2 separate regions of the Mus musculus genome follow, and region 1 is linked to region 2. The links are chromatin contacts, called in public HiChIP or PLAC-seq maps. All regions are on one chromosome and are shown on one strand. The core of a region is the stretch at or near the end of the contact, and the rest is flanking DNA. Distances in the headings are between cores, read along the strand shown.

Region 1 (2,700 bases), core at 107-2,606, 620 kb before region 2:
TCATTTCTATATAGGTTATGAGCCAAAATACGTGCGCGTGTGCGCGGGCACACACACACACACACACACACACACACACACACACTCACCAAGAAGATAGCTGTGACTCTGGTTACAAATGTACTGTGAGCTTTCCTCCCCTCTGTGCAGATGACTATGTATTTTAAACCCCTCCAGTGAGCTATGTTTGGCTTTAAAAAGCTGGTGCTCCAAAAATAAGGCCTGGGCTGACTCACAAGTCCTGTACCCAGAAAAGAGGTGGTTGAGAAGGGGGGTGGTGGTGGCTGAATACAGTGGGAGCCCTGACCCAGGCCTGGCAGTTAAGGGCCTCAAGCTGGAGCCAGCCTTTGATATAGTTCTGTTGAAACACAGCCAGGTTCATCACGTAGGGACTCTCTAAGATAGATTTTTGGGGCTAACATGGCAGCAATTCAGACTGTGTTTAGCCTAAAATGATCAAATTTTATTATGTAACCCTCAGAGTTTGATTATATCTCTTTGCTCTCCTGACATGGGAACATATTTGTGTGTGTGTGTGTGTGTGTGTGTGTGTGTGTGTGTACATGAACTCATTTTAGTACCTTATGATGTAGTTTATAGTTTATGATTTTATTTCCAATTGCCTGATAAGGAAATAACTTCAGACAGACTATATAAGTATATGACCTTTCCATCCCTTGAACCTGTCCAGGATAAACTGGAATTCATAATCCCCAGGGCTTGTCCCTTCAGTTGAAGTTCTTAGACCTGCCTCTGTTGGTCTAGTACTATCCCAAGCCAGAGTTAAAGACCTCTAGAGAGAGAGTAAATCTGAACACATCTCTTGCTTCTGGGGAGGGGGTGTGTGGATCTGAGCTCCCCATTTGTAATATAAATGAGATGCTCTCATTTTAAAAACAGAATCCAAATCATTAACAACTTGAACTTACCACAACGTGTTTCAGTTACTACTGCTTCCCAATACTGCCATATATCCTTATATTAAAACTCCTCTGTGACCCCAGAGAGCCCGGGCAATACACCCTCTTAAAGATACGTGATAGATATGATCTTTAAAGATCATAAGGAGATGGCAGGCTGTCCGGGGGAGGGAAGGCTGCCTCATTCTCTGCTGCTTCTAGCTCTGTTTGTGTCTTTGCGGTTTCCCGGGTTGCCTCACATTGCAGCTGTGTGCTGCTAGGTCCAAACACTTGCTGAAAATCAAAATGCAAGTTTGCTCAGAATCTGGAGGGGGCTTGTGTCTATAAAATAAGGACAAAGAGAAGGCACTTACTTAGTTGGAGAAGACTCTTTTCTTTTTTCTCCCTGTTAATGGAGTGTGCTATTTTTAACTTCCCATCAGCCTGCAAGCGCATGTGCAGTAACTGGCCCAAACACATTTGAATGATGTCTCTGCGTCCCTCTGTGACATGGTGCAGAACCACAGCTCTGCACTTTGCATTTTTATTGTGATGAAGATATTTTATGACAGCATTTGAATCTTAACAAAGATGCCTGAAAATAAGTCATTTCTAGATGACTCGATGAAAGGAAGGTGACCCAGAATAACCTCCTTTCTGGTAACGGGCTGGACTAGGTCTGGGCTCCATGGCAGTGAGGCTAGTGGCTGCCACATTTGGAGCCTGGAGGTATTCACTCTTATCTGTCCTGTGATGCCTGCAACTCTGAGATCCAACCCAGTTCTCTGTAATCTTTTGTCTCTTTCTCCTTTCCTACCCCTGTTGTATCTATTGTCTGTGTCTTGTGTCTATTCATGTGCACATGTACACACACACACACACACACACACACACACACACACACACACCTGCATACTCCAAATTCCAGCCAACAGAAACATAGTTATAAAGATAATTGGAGGACCTGAAACTCTCAGAGAGAGGATTGTGTTGGAATCCAGAGACTCTAGAGGAGGAAACAACCCACAACTTTATGACCAGAGAGCATCTGGATGAAGATGGTCTTACTAGGGGAAGCTAGGTTCATGCCAAGACTTCCTGTAGCCACTGGACCAGAAGAGGGGTTGCTTGGAAGGAGCAGATGCCAACACATTTCCATAGACTTCCCAAACAGAGGGAAGAGAGGTCCCTTGACTTCTATCCCATCCTTCTGTGGTTCATTCTCTAATCAATGACTCCCAGTAGCTGGAACTCAGCAACCTACCAAAAAACTAGAAGACTTGTCTTTTATGGATGGTCTTGAAACACGGACAATTGAAAGGCTCCAGCTGGGTTGATTTAAGAGACAATAGTCAGAACACAAATCAAAACAAAACAAAAGATAAATGAACAAACAAACAAAGGTAACTTTGAGCAATACTCCTTTCTTTCAAACTAAGGCTAAAGCAAGTATCTCTTGTCCTGGGAAGATGCCCTCTTACACATACAACTGCCTCTACAGATGATACAATGTATCCCAGTGAAAACAGGAGAAAACAAAACTGGATCTGAGCAATGGGGAGATGGGGCACAGAGCCAGAGCCACGTGGGCTGTGCTAATGCCTAGGGAACAGACAGATGTATCAGCACAGCTTCCATATGAGCAGCTAGTGGCTTGGGGAAAAGGCTTTACAAAGAAGGGGATAGAATGCTCTAGCTGGCGAGCATAAAACATCATAGAGCAGAAAGGCTAGCCACGTCTGTTCTTTTATATAGAACCCACACGTTAAGCATGCTGCCTAGGCTGGCAGAGACAATCCCA
Region 2 (3,045 bases), core at 50-2,549:
TGGCTGTTTGATTACTAAGTCAGCTGTGAGCAAGAGGCCCATGTCCCACCCGGAGTCCAAGCCAGCTGTTCTGTTGGTTGCCTCTGCCATGTAGGACTTGGGCAGGGGTGGGGCGGTCCTGAAAATGCTGTCAGCTTCCAGGCAAGGTTCCTCCCCAGCTGCATCTTGCATCTGCCTCCCTTTGGGTGCTTGACTGTGAGTCACTTAGTGACACCTGCTTTCTGCTTGGAGAGACCACGGTGGCCTTCTGAGTCACACAGCTCAAAGTTCAGCAACAGCACTGTGCCTGCCAGGCTCCCTCCAGCGATGGATCACGACCAGGTGATTAGATGCTGGGGGGCGACCAGGGAATGAGAGTGAGGGTCCCAGAATCCCTAGTATGGAGAAGTCTTCCTCCATTGTCTAGTTCTGTGTCATCTCCATACCTGGAGTTGGGTTTATGTACAGAGATTTTTCTTTTCTAGAGTGATTATCTCATTTTTATTCATGTGTGCACATGGTTGTTTGGTTTTGTTAAGCCAATTTTTAAGAACAGTTCTCAGCACCTAAGAGGGGAAGTAGCCAGCCACAAGACTGGGGGAAGCCTCCCCAGTTCCTGAAGGAAGCAGGAGCTTGCGGGTCTGAGTGGGGAGAATCATTCCCCTGCCATTTTAAAGGGAGCGGCAAGAGAAAGCATTGCCTCCCACCAGGACAAATTACCTGAAACAGATACTGAGATCGTATCCACACCACAGTGAAAGAAAGAACTGCATCAAGGGGCGCTGCAGCTGTGGCTATCCACCCAATTGTTCTCCTTATCTCTCCCTCCCATACCCCTCTCTAACTATTCCGATTGATCCATTATGCGCACCCATTGAAATAGTGAAAGCTTTATTTGTTTTGATTTCTTTTTCTAAATTAAAAAAAGAAACTGTAATAAACAAACCTGACCAGTATGTCTGAGCACATATCCCCTCTGACATATTAACAGAGCCAAGTCAACATAAATGACATTTGGCAAGGATTGCTGTGAAACCCTGCTTAAGGCTGCGATGGCCGCGGAAGAGCGCATTTCCCGGGGAAGGTCTGCCACCGTGTGGAAGAGACTGGTGTTGCAGCTGTCTGTCCAAAAATCCCACAGCCCTTTGGGGGACTTCTTCACTAAGGACAAAGGGATTTTCTGAGCCAAAGCCCAGAGGTTAAAGCATAGCATGAAACGCCTCATAATTATTCTCAGCAAGAAGCCAATCCAGTCCCGCTCTCAATCATCTTGGAGCAGCAAGAGATATCAGCAATTAGCACTGATTTGGCTTAAAATGCCGGTCTCAGGCTCATTCCCTCTGAACTAGATAGCGTCTCTCCAGGAAAGACCCATCTACTAGAAGTAAGAAAGTTAATACTCACCTCGAGATATTTTATTTTTCTTTTTTTATTCATTAAAAGATAGCAAGAAAGGGGCAGGTTGGCTGGATTTTTTTTGTCATTACTTGCTTTGGGTATTTTCATGGCTAATAGACCACGGCTGTAATATCTACTTAGGTCCCCTTCTCAATGTACCTGGGGTAGTCAAGTTTGAGAGAGACATTCCTCCCACTGCAGCCATCAATCAGCTCCTTTGAGTCATTCAAATAATCCTATGGACAGAGTCTGCCTAAGAGGTTTGAGACCGGCCAAACACGATGGTCATACAAGACAGCAGAACCCTCCATCCTGGTGGGAAGGGTCTGCTAGTGACAAGGGGGGAATGTTTTAGCCAGAGCCCAGATGGAATGGGTGGCTTATCCACTTCGGAGATAGTACCAGTTCTCCCACACTACAAGGAGCCAGAGTAACAGTTCTAACCTGCCTCAGTAAAGCTGAATTGAAGGAGCTATGACCTTCTTCCTCGTCTCTCCAAGTGCCATGAATTTCCTTTCCCACTACTTAGGCCACCAGAATGAGCGTTCTCTCAACACTTGTCTGTCTCCCTAGTTGGAGTTCCCAGAAGGCTGGAATTGTTCCTTTGTATCTGCGGCCAGGATGGAGCTTGAGGCCAGACAGGGTAGAATACTTGTGGAGGAAGACAGAGAGAAGAGGGAGGTGGGACTTGAGTTAGTAGCCCTTGATGGGTGTTGGTAGGTCCTTAGGTGACAAGCTTTGTAAGTGCCTGTACCTCAGGCCCACATGCAAACAGTCCACTCCATACTATTCAAGGTCACCACTTACAGGTCCCCTCGGCAATCAGCAAGGACTAACACAAGTTATCTTCTCTGCCCTGATCTGTGCTGGCATTAGGTTAGGATGTGGCTCTGGGCTTTTGAATTTCCAACATCACTTCTGTAAAAATTCCAACCTGTACAACCGAAGTTAAAATAGGATATGCCACATACTTCATTTAATCCGCTCTTGTGTGAGGGTCAAGTTTTTCCTTCCTGGTTTTCTTCATGTAAAAACAAAAGGTGCCATTGGTAGGATGCATACCTGACACAAAGAAACAAATGCATGCCCAGGACTGTGTTCATCTCCCCGGGATTTTTGTGCAGAGGATAACAAAATTTATGCAACATTCACATCCTTCTTTGCCTGTTAGCAATATGGTCTGAATCTGACTCACTGTAATTAAGAGCAATCTCTCTCCTTTCTATCCCTGTGGAGACAGGTCCTCTCCATCCTGGTCCAGTCAATCGGTCTCCTCTTGTTGTATGACTTTCCCTGGGGATTATGAACAAATCTCTATTCACCCTAGGTAGGACACCAAAGACAAACCAAAGAGAATGTCACCCAAGTCTAGCTTCCTGAACCAGTGAGTTTACTGGAGTTATTTACTGGAGTGTGGGTGAAAGGCTACTTACAGGATCATGATTATAAAAGCAGTTTCATCACCAGCATGACCCAGCATGAATGATAATCTGTGAAAGCTCTCTATACCACTTGCAGGAAGCTTGACTGTTCATAAAATATCTTCTTTCCAGCAATTGTTACTGCCTGTATATTTGTAGAGTGTGTGTATGTGTGTGCGTGTGTGGGTGTGTAGGTGTGTGGGTGGGTGTGGGTGTGGGTGTACATGTGAACAGACACATTTTGGGT

What was found. HiChIP or PLAC-seq counts read pairs in DNA pulled down with a chosen protein or histone mark.
Region 1: an H3K27ac HiChIP or PLAC-seq map of VIP interneurons shows a contact between it and region 2, with 7 times the contacts expected there. The contact joins two enhancer-like sites. A contact is called at or near these places in 5 of 484 Hi-C or Micro-C datasets (cerebellar granule neurons, cerebral cortex, cortical neurons and 2 more) and 2 of 115 datasets of contacts at active chromatin or transcription factors (VIP interneurons and neural progenitor cells).

Annotation. Positions count from the first base shown.
Region 1 is chr8:24,214,362-24,217,061 of GRCm38.p6, reverse strand. No RefSeq gene overlaps it. Among named protein-coding and RNA genes, the nearest start is that of Gm30633, 170 kb to the left of the region's middle. Within about 2 kb of position 1,356, at least 27 of the 459 cell types and tissues checked have an H3K27ac peak or open chromatin away from gene starts, as enhancers often do. A contact at or near this core is called in VIP interneurons, where this site is marked.
Region 2 is chr8:23,594,470-23,597,514 of GRCm38.p6, reverse strand. No RefSeq gene overlaps it. Among named protein-coding and RNA genes, the nearest start is that of Gm30471, 53 kb to the left of the region's middle. Within about 2 kb of position 1,299, at least 9 of the 459 cell types and tissues checked have an H3K27ac peak or open chromatin away from gene starts, as enhancers often do. A contact at or near this core is called in VIP interneurons, where this site is marked.